2 separate regions of the Mus musculus genome follow, and region 1 is linked to region 2. A link is a contact called in public Hi-C data. All regions are on one chromosome and are shown on one strand. The core of a region is the stretch at or near the end of the contact, and the rest is flanking DNA. Distances in the headings are between cores, read along the strand shown. Region 1 overlaps Mapkapk2 (MAP kinase-activated protein kinase 2). Region 2 holds the start of Il19 (interleukin 19).

Evidence for each region. Hi-C and Micro-C count contacts between places; a contact is called where the count stands out from the background.
Region 1: a contact with region 2 is called in a Hi-C map of the F1.1 cell line, with 2.0 times the contacts expected there. The contact joins the enhancer-like site here to the promoter of Il19 in region 2. A contact is called at or near these places in 3 of 39 promoter capture datasets (cranial neural crest, embryonic stem cells and macrophages), 4 of 484 Hi-C or Micro-C datasets (the F1.1 cell line, embryonic stem cells and pre-B cells), 2 of 115 datasets of contacts at active chromatin or transcription factors (CD8 T cells and cardiomyocytes) and 2 of 9 other capture datasets (adipose tissue and liver).

The regions. Positions count from the first base shown.
Region 1 is chr1:131,052,014-131,055,233 of GRCm38.p6, forward strand. Mapkapk2 (MAP kinase-activated protein kinase 2) reads right to left here. Exons shown (of 10, transcript NM_008551.2): 10 at 1,687-3,220. The coding sequence ends at 3,079. Among named protein-coding and RNA genes, the nearest start is that of Il10, 34 kb to the left of the region's middle. Within about 2 kb of position 1,333, at least 56 of the 459 cell types and tissues checked have an H3K27ac peak or open chromatin away from gene starts, as enhancers often do.
Region 2 is chr1:130,938,371-130,941,677 of GRCm38.p6, forward strand. Il19 (interleukin 19) reads right to left here and starts at 1,745. Exons shown (of 6, transcript NM_001009940.2): 1 at 1,682-1,745; 2 at 728-908; 3 at 547-609. The coding sequence starts at 871.

The DNA of each region.
Region 1 (3,220 bases), core at 83-2,582, 110 kb after region 2:
AACCTCTTTATAGATAAAGGAAAAGTGGAGCAATACCTCAGAGGACTTACGCTGGGATCAACCCAGCACCAGTACTTCACTCAGTGAGCACCCAAGGGTGTCAAGAATTCCCCTTGACATCCTCTTCAAGTATCCCCAGACCATTCAACCCCAACCTCACACCCAATGCCGTTCAAGTCAGCTCAGTAGAAGCTAGCTGGGTTAGAGAAAGAAGGGCTACCAAGCAGTCATGGGAGCTGACAGACTGGAATAGCTCCTGCTATTCCAGAGCACCCACACCAAGTGGTTCAAAGTCCCCGGTAACTCCAGCATCCAGGGGATCAGACACCCTCTTCAGTATCCACGGCCGTCTGTGTAGATGTGCCTACACTAATGCTGTCACGTGGAAATGACAGCAAAAAGAAAATGTTTACCACCCCCAAGTTAGAGACAGAAGCCCATAGGGGTGGATGGAGTTGGGGGGGGGGACAGAGGCGTGGCCAGCCCTTCAGCCTTTTTTCAGTCATCTTCCTTGGAAGCCAGTACTAGACCTTGTAAGCTGGACTGAGAAAAGGAAGCAAAATACAGGGGTGATTAATACTGGTGCTCTGAGATGAGGAAGCTGGAAGGCAGTTCTCTGTGTCAGAACACTGGTTCCCAAAGGACGCACTCTGTTGCTGGAACAGTATGTACATATATCATTGTCCGCAGTAGGAGTTTGCGATCGGGAGCAAGAGCCATGGGCTACCAGGCTGGCCCAGTCTCATCATACTGGTCCTCAAGGAAATCCTCCAGGCCGTGTAAGAGTGGTCCCAGAACAAGAATAGGGGAGACAGAATGGCTGGCTTCAAAGAGAGACGGGGGCCCAGGCCAAGGAATGCTGGCAAAATAGGATGTGGCCCTGCAGAGATAGTGAGGCTCTACCAGGCTTCTTTCCCACGTAACCAGCAAGTAACGTCACAGCTACAAGGACCTTCTCAAGCTTCTCACTTAGACGGCAGCTTCTGACAACTTCCTTTCTACCAGCCCCAACTGCTCCCCCACCCTGGACCCATCGCTCTGACTCCCTTGTAAGTGCAGACAATGGGTTCTTTACAAGCAAGAGTGCTCGCTGGGTGATTCGACAGTGCTCCAGGTAGGGGACCGTTCTCAGGTTGAGTAGCAGAGAGAGGATCCCTGATAACTAGGGTGGGTGGCTGGTAGAAGCCAGAGTGCTCCAGGCCCCCTGGTCCTGCGCTCTAGTCTGAATGGACAGCTGTGAGGTTGTAGGCACAGTGCTTCCTGCTCTGGGTTGGAAACTAGCCACGCTGCCCTGCCTTTCTCCCCTGCCTGGGGACAGAAGTGGCAGCGTCAGCAAATCAGCTCCTGCTCTAGGCTCTGCCAGGGAGATTCAGCTATCACAGGCTTTCTGAGGAGACTAGCTCACTCAAAGCACTTTTGTTTCTGCCTGGCCTGTACTGCCCCCTTCTGGACTCTAAGATAATACGCCACCCTGTTTTCCTGGCTCCAAAGGAGACGTGCTTATTGACACAAGCCCTCGTCTACGAGGGGCTATTCCCATGCTGATGTAGCCAGGAGGCTCTCTTCTCCCTTCTCGGGGCACAGGGCTCTGCCACCCGTCACAGGAAACACTCTCCACACACAGGCTGGGAGAACACAAGTAAACGGTCAAGGGCCCAAGCCTCAGGAAGAAAAAGAATGAAAAACTTTCAACTATTAAATTTGTTTAGTAAAGACAATTTTGCTCATACAAAACGAGAGTTTACAACAGTCTGAGTGTTGAACACACCATCAAAGACATGGGAGGAGCTGCAGACATCTGGGCCCTGCCCCAGGCCCAGGGATGCCCAAGAGCCCCTCCTCCACCAACCCCTGAGGGAGACACCCCTCCTCCAGCAGGAGGGGCATGGGGGACCATGGCACAAAGACTCTTCCCCGCCTGCTCCTCCTCAATCCTGGGGAGCCCCCACCCAGGTTGAGTAGTTAGAGGGTAAGGTGGCTAGTGGGCAGGGACAGAGTCAAGACATCTTTGGTGCGAAGACTGTCCCATCCACCAGACCACATGGTGGAAATCCAGGAAGACCACACGTGGTCCTGCCCTTGTCGAAGGGAGGTTGGCAGGTACCCCAGAGATCAGGGGAGATGCATGAAATGCAACTGCCTTTCCAGGCATAGAACCTTCCCAGGCTCACCGTGGGAGTGGACAGCCCATTGAGAAATGGCTAAAAATTTCAGAGAACTCGACAAGAGTGGGTTAATCGTGGCAAGAAGGGCAAGCAGAGGCTACTCAGTAGATCAGTGCCTCAGGGATCTGGGACCAGCAGGGAAAGGGGTCCTGAGGGGACCCAGTCCTCCTGATGGCTGTCAGTGCCCCCCAACCCCTCACTGCCTCCCCTGCCCAGCTAACACAGAGGCCACAATTACCTGGCTCTGGATCTAGACAAGCTACCTAGGCATTTAGGCAGGCTCAGTTCAAGCAGGAGTCCCTGTAGCCCCGCCTTCCCTAGACCCTCCAATGCCCAGTCGCTGGCATGGATCCAGGCATACACACACATGCACACACATGTGCTGCTCTGTTGTGCACACTGGTGATGTCTAAGGGCTTCAGCGGGAGGCAAGGGCCACCTACTGCCACTCTGCTGCCTTCTCCCTGGAACTCCCAGATTCTAGAGCCAGTGAGGACCCCACGTTACAGTGGGAGGCCAGAGGAGACAGATAGGGCAACCTAGGGACTTTCCCTATAACAACTTCCACAACACCTGTGGATAAGCCTCAGCCTTTGTAGATGGGAAAGGACCTGGGGAAGGAGTGAGGAGTGGGGAAAAGGACAAGAAGACAGGTTCCATAAAAACTCTACGCCAAATTACAGATAAAATGCAAAGGAGCAACGGGCTCAGGAGCACCTTGCCCCTCACACATCCTCCAGCCCCCACCTCGGGGGAGCCAGAGCCAAGGGCAGAATAAAGCCGGAGGCATTTCTGGGCGCCACGCAGCCCAAGAGAACAGGAGGCAGCATTGGGCAACTTGTGTCTCTTTGTCTAAAAAATATATTCATGTAGAGTTATTGCTTGTCCTCCAGTGGGTGGGAGACAGAGCGGCTCAGTGGGCGAGAGCCGCATCCTCCACAGCACGAGCTTTCTTCCGCCTCTTGAGAAGCAGAGGGTTGGATGCGTCTTCTATCTTCTTTATCTTGATCTGCTCATAGTCAACACGCATCGTGGCCAAGGCACTGGTCATCTCC
Region 2 (3,307 bases), core at 495-2,994:
AAGACCCCTCAGCCACTCTGTTGTCCCTGTCAGAAAGCCAAGGCTCGGCCTCGTTCCAGAAGCGGCTGTCTCTCTCAGTGCCCTACTATTCTGCCTGTCCTTTGCATCCTAACACGCTTGCTCACTGTCCCTGGAGTCACACCAGCCTGATTCCACTGATATTACATCCACTTCCCCTGTATCTTAAGCCTTTATCTGTTTATCTACACCCCTCCCCTCAGCCAAACGAAATCACTTTATTTCGTTTCTCCCCACGGGATCTTCCAAAACAACCACCAAGCCACTGAAATTCTGCCCCGTTGAAGTACTTGGAACTTGTTACCCTCCGATGAAGAGTCACTTCTTTGGCCATGCCCACGATTTCAAAGTCACTGGGATACTGATGTGCCCAAACTGCTTAGATGACAAAGAAGGCTGGACATTTAAGAGAGTACTAGGGGCCTGGAGAGATGGCTCAGCTGTTAAAGACTAGGCTCAATCAACAACATAAGGGAGTACTGGTCAGGGAGTCGATTCTTAGCACAAGAGACACAAACCAAATGGTACCTTAATGCTCCTGAGGTTCTCCAGGGACAGGATGGTGACATTTTTAAAGGTGTCCTTAGTTTGCTGTGAAGAACGGGACAGACATCAATGAGAACCCTCTACATTTTCAGGATCCCTAACAAGGAACTGGCAGGAACTTGCCTTGTGCTCTAAGATGTAAGGTCAGACAACCCATGCTCACCATGGCTCTCTTGATCTCGTGGAAACTCTTTTCTATGAGGCGCATGTCCACAGAAATCAGACATCTCCTAAGACTGTAGATATGAACTGAGCAGAGAATCAACGTCATGCCCAGGAGCCAGGTAGACGCGCACTGTGTCTTCATGTCTTCTGCAAAGGTGAAAGTCAGCTGTCCACCTAGACTGCAGAGATTGATTTTCTAATTCTCTGGCAAAACAAGGAGATAAAACCCCACTGGCAAGGGAAGTTGGTAGGCGGCATCGCCCTCCCCAGTTTGCTCCTTCTAAAAGAGTCCGGTCATCTTGGGCCATTCAGATACAGCAGGAGGCAGCTCTTGTCCTAAAAACCTCTGCACAGTTACCTTGTTTCGGGTGACACCTACACATGTGTCTGGCGAGGTTTGTTCCTCTCCGTGTCTCACCAAGGAGGGAACTAAGAATTAGGGGGATAAAATGGGTTGCCAGAGCTGACGTGGTCAGCTGGCCACTATACCCACCTCCTTGTGGCCAAGCCTCCTATTTACAAAGCAATGTCTCCTCTTCGAGCATAGCTATCACTACCTCCCCTGGAGACCACAGCTTCACACCAGATGGAAACCCATTTCTGACCAGGTCCCACCGAACCAGGAAATGGACTTTGTATTTAAAAAAGAGAGTTAATACTCAAAAGGTTAGGCTCCTGGAATGAAAATTCCATAGTTTATTTAATTCCGTCATACTCTATTTTCTGCTCTTCCTTCTCTCCATTTCCTTTTGTTAAAAAAAGAAGGTACAAGAAAATTCACACACACACACACACACACACACACACACACACACACACACACACTGTGGCACGCTTCCACATTCCACAAAAACCTTGTTCGTTCTCTTGGGCAACCCAAGTCAGGCACAGTGGTAACCCCTGTAGTCTGGATGACCCCAGGGAAGCCCCGGATAGCCCAGGCCAGCCTCACCTCTCCTGGTGTCTCCTGCTCCAGCAGAGTCCTCTCTCCCTGTGCTCTTTGCCACTTAGAAACTGCAGCTCACTTTTATGTGGTGGATGAGAGGAAATGCTGTCAAGGTTTGCTGGGTGGGTCCACCTTCAGGAGATTCCCCTCCCCCCATTTCTTTAGTATTTCATTTTCTTAATTGTTTTCATTTCTTTCTCCCCCCCCCACCCCCGCTTTGTTAAACAACTGATTAATCATTATTAAGAAATACCTCCTTTTTTTCCCCTGAGTTTTGACACATTGCTTCTGGGAAAAATAAACTCCCATCACCATGCAAATGAGAATTACTTGCAATTTTGTGTTCATGGTGAAAAATCCAAGTTAGGCCACTTTCCTAGGAGCTGTGGCAAGGTACCAACCGTACCCTGCAGGCACAGTCAGGAAAGCCCTGTGTGGATGGCCTGGCTTTGTCAGCAGCCAACTTCCTGAGACTCTGCAGGTCCTCTGGCTCTGACACAAGTCATCTCTCTGATGCCTCACACAACTCTGGAGGACCTACCACACGCCAGGCTCTTTTTTTTTTTACCGGCATGACTTTGCTTAACTCCTTAGGGACAAATCTTTTTTCTCCTATAGGCAAAAGACTGGGAGTTTTGTTTATTTGTTTGTTTTTTGTTGTTTGTTTCATGTCATCTCTTTCTGCTTGATCTTGTCCCTTGGAAGTCCCCTTCGTTCTTGATTGGTGCAGAGAGAAATGAGAGTGAGCAGTGCAGTTCCTTCAAGAAATTAGTGGCAGAGCTGGGAACAGAACTTACGGCCCTTATACTGGGCCCAGAGGATCCTTTAGGCAAGTCACTTTCTTACTTATTACCACTCTCCATCAGGAAGCTTTTCAGGGGTCGGGGTTTTATGTGACAGAAAGACGAGGTATAATTGTGTCCTCACAGATAGTTATTTTCTCTCGGAGACACTCTCTCTCTTTGAGGCTGCCTGCGCCACTATGGATGGCCTCATTCCCGTGCACATATGGAACTCGAAACACTAATTGAACTCAGAAGGTTATTAATAAACAAAAAATGAAAGAGAGGCAATGAAGCTGGAAGGGAGATGAGGTGAGGCAGTGGCACTAGGAGGAGCTGGAGAAAGGGAGCGATGGAGGGAGATGACCAAAAGGTATAATAAATATAAATAAATATAAATGAGCAAACATTTCAAAGAATAGATAAGAATATTATTTTAAAAACTAGTTTCTTCCCCAAAGTAACTCTGGCATGGGGTTTAATCAAAGAGCTCTCTTGCTCTCGCTCTTTCTCTCTCTCACACACACGGTAGGTGTAGAACCTACTCCTGCTATTAAGCTAAGAAGACAGAGGAGTAGAAGAAAAGAGAGAATAACTGGAAGGTATTGGAATAAGAAAAGAGAGAAAATCAAGGAAAATCAGAGCCGTTGGTGGGATTCAAGACAAGGGAACCCTGGAATCTGGAAGACTGTGTCCAGCATCTTGAATTTAATGAAATAATGCGTGTGGAGAGAGCCTGTCAGCTACTGTGGCTCACAATCGTGTAGCCCTGGAATTAAGCCCATGCCTTCCCTCCTCTCTGGGTAGCACAAGCTACTGAATGCCTACTGAAGCCCCATAAAACAGAAAA